3 separate regions of the Mus musculus genome follow, and regions 1 and 2 are each linked to region 3. Evidence: chromatin contacts called from public Hi-C and Micro-C data. All regions are on one chromosome and are shown on one strand. Each heading gives the region's core, a stretch centred on a gene start, on an enhancer-like site or on the middle of the called end of the contact. The rest is flanking DNA. Distances are from core to core; before and after follow the strand shown. Region 1 has its middle 44 kb from the start of Gm41311. Region 2 has its middle 19 kb from the start of Gm41311. Region 3 overlaps Gm33301 (predicted gene, 33301).

Region 1 (2,729 bases), core at 225-2,724, 220 kb before region 3:
CTTCCCAGGTACTCGGCAAAGGAAATAAGATCCCTCACTGAGAAACCAAGAGTGATATTAAATTTCAAAAAAAGCAAAGCAGAGATGCACAAATTCCCCCAACAGAGAAAAATATTACTCCCAAGTCAACACGGCCAGACTGCCATATTTGAATAAACAAACATATCTGGAGAAGGAAATATCAGCTAATAGAGAGTCAGTCAGCAAGAAAAGCATACAAAAGAAGATTCGTAGTGGCAAACATTGGCAGTGGCCTCTCAAGCACTGTCCAAGAGACAGGAAGTTTTTGGATGTCAGTCCATCCTCTCCAGATGGAATAGAAAGCCATCTCTTCCATGGGGATGAATGTGAGGAATGACATATCAAAGGATCTGGCAGCATTACTGGTCCACCATCAGTTACAGTCAGTATCCTAAAATGGAGGCAGCTAGATTCTTTATCTTGTTATATATAAACTTCAGTTTCTATAACTCTGCTTTGTCATCTTGATACATAATCTTCTAATACAAGTTACATATCTTTAGAAATAGAGTATGTCACACTGCATCAAGATTTCTTGAAAATTATTTCTTTCAATAAACCATTGTTACTTTATGGATCTGTGTTCTCTATCAAGGTGGGATCCATGGAAAAGCAATGTCTGAGGCACAAAGCTGTGGAAGCATATGATGGTTTGATGATGGTTTGATCTGCTCAAAATTCTGTGGTCCATATAGCCAATCTTGCCTATGAACATTCATGGTAATTTGCTACTTAAAAACCTATCAGCACACTCTCTCATCCAACACAGATTAAACTCATAGTGCTGCAAGACATTTGTAGTCATCTATCTAGTTTAATTTGGTATCTCTATGAAGAAAGAAACATAGATCCAAATGATGTACTTCTGATGAGTTCTACTCAGACTAGCCCACTTAGAATAGAATTAGAATTCATGATTCCCTCCTGCACTAACATAGCTATTTTCTAAGTACATGTCCTGGAGAAGGCACGCAGGAAGTATTGACTTACATACATATAATTATAAAAATGTCAGAGTTCTCATGGAGCTGTAGTAATATTGTGAACTAGGCAGTTTGTAGGCCCTACATATAGTTTCCAAAGTTTGTAGGCCCTACATAGTTTCCAAAGGCATGTTCAATATCCTGAACTATCTTTCCTAAAGCTAAGTAAATACTTACTGAAAGCCTAGGACAAAACCAAAAGTGATTCTATTGAGCCATATATATAGGAACCTCAGTGTGGAGTCAAAAAGGCTGATCTAGAGACTGACTTCCATGGCTACAGAATCTGTACAGCATACTGTACAAATGCTGTACAGATTCAAAGACAAAGGCAATAAGCAAATCATTGTCTTGCCTAGGTCAAATGCTTGGGTTATATGGGAAATTTTTATAGCAGACTACTCACAGGGAGAGGATACATTGAAATTTGAGAGGGCAGATGGTACATGGAGATTAACTTGGCTCCAGTTTGCAACTCTGACTCCAATGACCAGGACAGATTCTAGTCCTGCTGTGGAAAACGTCAAAATCAGTCCCTAGGTCTATGGCAACTGGTTTTGCTAGGATGTGTACAAATAAAGTCACTTGAGCACCTTTGGAAGCCCAGAATAATATAGAACCAAAGTAAGTTTCACTCTAGTTGTAGGGTGGTTAGTTTTCCGGCAAGTTCTCATATTCAACTCCAGGAGTTAGCAATGTCTTTGGAACTACAGACAGTGATGAGATTGATCTTGTTGTAGACTGCTAATCTACCTTCAACTGCTGCTTGATACTGAAACTCAAAGAAAGAGATTTTTAAAACTACGTCTTTGCTATTGCTCACGAATTCTTAGAACTCTGCTGACCTGGATCTGGGTTTGCCAACTGCATTTGGTTTTTAGTAGTCTCCAGTTAGCTGACAAAGGCTAGCTGCAGATGGGAATTCACCATGATATTTTTTATATTGCCTAGAGGCTGGTTAGAAAGTTACTGGCACCCAGAGTTTTCATCACTTAGAAGCCTAACTTGAGTCTTCTTTCTTTCTGTGGCACTGAGTTGGGCTCCAAGAGAGCTATCAGAATTACTGAAGACTTGTGGAGATCAACATTCAACACTGATACACTGGCGGGCCCCTCCATCATTCCACTGCCCAAAGCCACAAGTATGATTCAGAATCAAGCAGTGGAAATGGATTCCACTCTGGGTTAGCAAAGGCAGCAAAATTACCCTGAGGAAGTCTTGGTGTGCAAAAAGTATAGAAATAACTTCTGTACCACGTGACAATCTGTCACATTCTGACACGCAGACGCACTTGTTCAAAGAGGGAAGTGGAGTATAGGGCATAAGTGGGGCCAGGTGGCATAAAACGCTTCTCCACTGTCAGCTATGAAATTGTTTTTTTCTTTTCAAATGCTGATCTCAGTTGTTGATAATGGATAGGGATATTACTATAAAGACTTTTAGAGTAGAAGTAACCAAAAAACTGTCTCATAGTGAGGTCAAAATTGAACAGGAGCTTGAAAACTAGTTTCCTGTGGCTGCTTCTGTTAATTGAGTATCACTTGGTTCATTACAGCTACTTAGTATTTGCTCTTGTGCATCTAAATGGACCAGATGCTTGATAGCAATGGCAACTCTGAAAGGTTTGTGGAAGCCATTTTGCAAACAGAATCAACTTTCTTTCATGTTACATAGCTTTGAATAGACCTGCTATATTCTTATCCCTCTCCCACTCTCCTTCTCCCT
Region 2 (2,957 bases), core at 384-2,883, 200 kb before region 3:
CCAGTTTATTATTCAACAAATAGAGAAGGTGCATACCCTCTTCCCCTACGCTGGGCTCTCTGCTTGATACTTGTTAAAAAATAAGTGCAATGTACCCACACAGAGCTTGCAGCGGGAGAGATGATCAGTAGCCACTTTGTGCCTTTGGTTCTATGTTGGAACAGCCTAGTTTCTCACTCCAGGCTTATTCCACTAAAGAAACTATGGTGGCCAACAAAGGAGTAGCTGCATGCGTGTGTGCATGCATGTAAGTGTGTGTGTGTGTGTGTGTGTGTGTGTGTGTGTGTGTGTGCCCATACACACGCAGATGCTTATATCACAGCGTACATTTGGAAGCCAGAGAACAGCTTCTATCACTTGGGTTCCAGGGACAGAGCTCCAGTTGTCAGGCTTGGCAGTAAGCGCTTTTAGACCCTGAGCTATCTTCACTTGTTGCCTTACCAGACACAATATTTCCCAGCCCCCATGTTCGTCTTGCTGTTTTTCACAGTGGATGGAATGAAAATGATAGGAGATCTTTGGCATAAAGAAGCGGTAATCTCTGCCCTAACTTCCCATTCTTCCTGCTGACAAGGATACCTAAAGGATTGCTGACTACAAAGAATACAGAAACTTTTTTCTATTGGCGTTTTGAAATGTATTTGTTAAAGCCACTAGCATTTCGCTCATATTAAAAGTAACGTAGGTAAAGGGTGGAAAAGAAGGAAAGTCACAGAAGCGTGGCGTGCACAAGGAGAGTGAATAATCCCTGTGCTTTGGAGGGTGAATGTGGGAGGGAAGGAGATCAACTGGAAAGGTAATTTGGATCTGTGAATGACAGGCACAAAGTTTGAACTCTCAAGTAAACAGAGTTCCAGAGAGAAATCAGATATGGGATACATATCTCCTTTAAAGCCAATAGAATGTTTGTACTTCCCATGTGTGCAGTGGTCAGGAAAAATCCTGGGCCTTGGATAACAACTTGTTTATGACTATTAAGTAAAAAAAGCCCATGTTCACCTGCCCTTGTTCACATCCATATTCTTATACAGGCACATAAGTACAAATGTCTATGTGCATGCACATTCACATGTATAGCCACAAAGCACTGACATTTAGACATGTAGGCATACTGTACAGACACAGAAGCATATGTGCATACATAAAATATGAGTATGCCTATATGTGAAGTTGGATGCACATGCACACAAATGTATTTTACACATAAAGTGTTATACTAAGCAGTATTCCAAACGATGTGCTCTCTTATAGAGGCAATTAAATACCTATGTATTGATTTCTCAGCTTTGGTCTGACTTAACAGTGACCTAAACATTGTCACTGGGAGAAGGGGAGTGGCACTTTCTTTAACTATAGCACTTGCACATTACTTGTGTTTTAACAGTGTTGTGAATCCAACTTTTTGTATTTGCCTCCTGAAAGACAGTTGGTAATAGAAAGGGTCTTGCTCAAGGGAAAGCAGAAAGCACTTTCCTTTTCTAATTTCATTTCCCTTCCCCTTTCATCTTGTTCTTAAAACATGCTCTTCTACAGAGTCCACAGAGCCTTCTCAGGTGAGTTCAGAAGGTCCCCAGAGCTGCCAACAGATCTCCTCCAGCGAAAAGCGTATGCAAAAGGCAGGCTGCTACCCAGAGGGATACAGCAGATGGCAGGGTCATTGTGCCCAGCTCAGATGGCTTACCCAGGTGGAAAGGTATCACGGAGCTGGAAGCAGAGCTCTGGAAATTATTCCTGGCCCGCTTCACCTTCTCATGCTGACAATCCCACATCCTTCTGAGATGTGAATTTTGGAGGCTGGAGAGCCCAGATGCAAGGTTTGATTTCTCCCGGAGAGAACAACTTGGTTTGAGCGCCTGTTTCTATAGGGGACATAATGGCCACAGCACTGTACATTGCTTGCTAGCAGTTACTGGTGCCTAAATCAGTTTAATTTTCTTCCCTTCGTACGATACTGACTTACCTCAAAGCCATCTCTAACTGGCACACAGAAGCCAACAACAGCTACTGCTCAGCAAAAGCCCATATGGAATCGCTTGCTATGAGTGTGGCTTAAAGTCAAAGCTTTGTGACTGGCCTGCAAGAGGAGCAGCAAGGGAATTACGATCAGATTCAACCAAATGTTAGATGAAGGCAAGCAACGTTTTCCCTATAAAAAATATCTTTTCTTGGTGTTTCTCTTTTTCTAAGAGCCACAAAAGAATGAGAAAGACTCAGACTGCGAAAGTCTTGCTGAGAGCACCTAGATCTTTCTGACGTTTGTCTTCAGAAAACAAATCGTATCATATCCCAATTCAGTATCTTCACAGTTACTTAGGTCAATGTCAGCACCCATTAGGTGACAGCATTGAAGATGTCTACTGCCAGAACAGAGGAATTCTTTTTATTCCATTTTTTTTTTGCTGGTGAGATACTGTCTACCACAGCTATTCCGTTCCGGTTGTATCTTGTCTCTTTGTCGCAAAAGTCACAGTGTCAGACAAACAAATAAGTAACCAACTTCTAGTGTGCCAGGATGAAGAGCTCTTGCATTAAATTGGCATTTGAAGTCGCTGCTCAGTAGCCCCGTGATGTACTTTCTTTCTCAAAGTCGAGTTGACCTTGAACCTGAACAATGTTTAAAAGGCAAGAGTGAGGAAATGTTGGCTGTGCTTTTTCAAGAGATATGACTGGAATAGAATTCTTGGACTTGGAAAAATTGTGTGTATGTTTTTATATTTCTATGTTTATATTTTAATGCTCTGTTCAGTAGCCTTCAAATACATCAAACCTGGAACTTTGCCTTCAGTGTGGCCATATCCCATCCCAAGTGTTTCCCATTCTACCCATAGGGAGGCATCTAAGAGCTGACAAGATACTGACTTTAGAGTCTCACTACCTAGGCTCTGCAAATCCAAAATAATCTCATAAATATGAATTTCAATAAACCTCTCAGGTAACTCTTAAAACCCAACCAGAAA
Region 3 (2,700 bases), core at 40-2,539:
CTGTACTTGCATGCCCACAAGCTCGGATCAAAGCGTGCACTATACAGAAAGGCACTGGCTGAGTTTATATCTATGTGATAGGCTTCCAAACAGTTACTTCCCCGGACACAGGACATGTCTGTTTACTACAACTTTTCTAATGAACATGCTTTACTGTTGCTTAAGAAAAAGACATGCAAAAAAGAAATAAACAACTGAAAATAATCTTCACTTGCTGAAAGGGATCAAAGTCTGAAATCTGAGACATTTCTTGGATGATGTCCCATACTTATGAAAACGGTCTTTCACTACAGTCTGTCCACGCCGGGATCCTCTCCCTGCCCTAGTGCAGCCAGCCCCTGGGGTCTGTTTCTCTCACCAGAGTGAGCAGTGAAGTGTGGAACGACCACAGACAGCTCTCAGGGCCCACACTGCTGCAGACCTCCCCGGTGCCCCCGTTCTTGGAACTGTGGCAGAGTCAGGTGACGGCAGAAAGAAGTGAAGCCCTTATCATTCTTTATTACGCAGCTTAAGGAAGATATACAGCAGAGAGCATGGTATGGAAAAGCAGAGACAGAGGATAGCCCCTGCCTGAGACTTGGAGTCAAGCACACCCAGACATCGTGCAGTTTGAATGTGGGGTCTTTGAGACCATAGGGCATTCAGTCTGGGTCACCGGAGGCATTTCCTCTGGCATGATGCCTCGTGGTTTACAATTTCCTCTTCTTCCTTCCCGTGACTCCACTGGAGCCGGTCTGGAAGTCCAGGAGCTTCTATCTATGTGGAACAGAATTTCGTTTTCAGAAATTGAGGTCTGGGCACCTTCTGAATAGAGACTGGCAATAATCCCAAATTGCATGTTTTATTATGTGGCCTTTATTTGTGTTTCTCATGAAATGAGCTGAGACACTCAAACTCATTTCAGATAGCAGCCAAAAACCAAATGGTCACATTGTCCCTAGGTGGACGGTCAGCACATTACAGACAAGGCCGTCCAACTCCTGCGTTTGCTAGAAACGTCTTAGGGAGGACAAACCGCTTCAGTCCCTGTTTCCAGCCGAACGTAATTTTATTCCTCGGTCGCATGGCTGCCTTCACCAATAGAAAAGGTCTTTACGTCGGATTTCAAGATCTTTCTATAAGGTCGCGTTGTGGCTGCATCTAAAAATCACTTTGGAATTTCATTTAACATGAAAGAAAGCAAAAGACGTGAGCCCTTGCTGCTAGTGTTTTTCATAAGTTGAGACGTGGAACCCGCTTATCCTGTGGAAACAAAACCAAGTGTAGTTGCTGGTTGCTGCGAGAGCAATGTCTAGTAAGGATTTCCACTTTTAATCAGTTATAAGGTACAGTGACAGCCACTGCGACTAACCACACCCTGTGGGGAAATGTGAATAAGCAGTAGTAACTTCTGCCAGAATTTAGCACAGGATTAATAGCATGCCACAGCACATTGGGGCCCTTCCACCCTACCGAGACCCCAGATGAAAAATTAATTAAGCTCATACATTTAAAACTAAATGCATTTCACTCCAAATTACTGTCCCCAAAAAGTTCAGCAACAACATGAAATGCCAAAATTGTAAACTCGCATCATATGTATTCAAACCCTGGTTTAAAAAAAAAAAAAAAAAAAAAAATCAGGGAGTGGGGGAGTGGGCCAGTTATGATTGACTCAAGATCCCCATCTAGTGGCCATATCTTGAATAGCAGGCTATTTGTGTTTCTGGAGCATTTGTGAATTAAACATCTAAGACATGTGATTAGCTCATTGTTCAGAAACGAGATTCTTTCTGCCGTCTTACCCTTTCCAACTGCATTGTAAGAGACATGCCCAAAATCAGGCATCAAAAATTCAAAAACTAAAATATCTCCAGGAGTCATTTACGGCCCCCACCCCCAAGCAATTACCTTGACTCACCAATAAACTCAGTTCCTCTGTTTTCTACAGGCTGTTTCCCCGATCCACCATTGATTGCTTAACTCTCGGTGTTGATCAAAAAGGATGGGAACTTGACATGAGTTCTGTGTGGTTACACACCCGTGCCACCACAAACATGTGAAAGTCACAGGATAATTATGGGGAACCGGGGCTTTCCTGTTTTGTTTTGTTTTGTTTTGTTTTGTTTTTGTTTTTGTTTTGTTTTGTTTTCTGGAAGGTTCTTGTTTTTCCACATCTTATCCCAGCTTCTCCAGATAGATCCCAAGTGCAAACAACTCCATCTAAATGAAGCTTGGAAACAGAAGCCAAACAGCTATGCTCTGGGGTAAGGTGGAGCAGAAGTGCTGATGAAAAGACACAGAAAAATTATCCTGGGATTCCAGAATGTTCTATGCCTTAGTCAAGGTGATAATTGCATATGTATTCTTACGTGCCCTACGTGCATAGTTCATGTGAAGTTCATAAATGACGACTCTCCGTAACTTGCTTTTCCCTAGTCCTGGAAGAACAGAGGTTGTAACTACCACAAAAAATTTCTACGAACCCTCAGAAACTTGGGAAAGTGAATATCTATAAAACCTACACATTAAGAACCTGGGACTCTGCATTTCTATAATTGGACTGAAAGCCTTGAAGGCACCTCCCAGCCCAAGCTTGAAACGAGCACGAGGAATTGTTTTCTCTCGGCTTCACAGGGTGAGCGCCATTACTCTCTGAGGAGGGCCGCCTTCCAACTATCACCCGTGTAGTCAAAGGGATAATGCAGACAAGTGGAAAAA

Evidence for each region. A called contact is a pair of places that touch in the nucleus more often than the background predicts.
Region 1: a Hi-C map of cerebellar granule neurons shows a contact between it and region 3, with 2.8 times the contacts expected there. The contact joins two enhancer-like sites. A contact is called at or near these places in 2 of 15 datasets of contacts at CTCF or cohesin (large pre-B cells and pro-B cells), 7 of 484 Hi-C or Micro-C datasets (cerebellar granule neurons, cerebral cortex, embryonic fibroblasts and 3 more) and 1 of 9 other capture datasets (embryonic stem cells).
Region 2: a Micro-C map of granulosa cells shows a contact between it and region 3, with 2.6 times the contacts expected there. The contact joins two enhancer-like sites. A contact is called at or near these places in 2 of 39 promoter capture datasets (embryonic stem cells and hippocampal neurons), 2 of 15 datasets of contacts at CTCF or cohesin (large pre-B cells and pro-B cells), 18 of 484 Hi-C or Micro-C datasets (the HL-1 cell line, adipose-derived mesenchymal stem cells, cerebellar granule neurons and 10 more) and 1 of 9 other capture datasets (embryonic stem cells).

What each region holds. Positions count from the first base shown.
Region 1 is chr15:40,385,471-40,388,199 of GRCm38.p6, reverse strand. No RefSeq gene overlaps it. Among named protein-coding and RNA genes, the nearest start is that of Gm41311, 44 kb to the right of the region's middle. Within about 2 kb of position 1,474, at least 2 of the 459 cell types and tissues checked have an H3K27ac peak or open chromatin away from gene starts, as enhancers often do. A contact at or near this core is called in cerebellar granule neurons, where this site is marked.
Region 2 is chr15:40,361,102-40,364,058 of GRCm38.p6, reverse strand. No RefSeq gene overlaps it. Among named protein-coding and RNA genes, the nearest start is that of Gm41311, 19 kb to the right of the region's middle. Within about 2 kb of position 1,633, at least 13 of the 459 cell types and tissues checked have an H3K27ac peak or open chromatin away from gene starts, as enhancers often do. A contact at or near this core is called in cerebellar granule neurons and granulosa cells, where this site is marked.
Region 3 is chr15:40,165,855-40,168,554 of GRCm38.p6, reverse strand. It overlaps Gm33301 (predicted gene, 33301), which reads right to left. Exons shown (of 3, transcript NR_155350.1): 3 at 479-1,242. Among named protein-coding and RNA genes, the nearest start is that of Gm33301, 4.6 kb to the right of the region's middle. Within about 2 kb of position 1,289, at least 46 of the 459 cell types and tissues checked have an H3K27ac peak or open chromatin away from gene starts, as enhancers often do. A contact at or near this core is called in cerebellar granule neurons and granulosa cells, where this site is marked.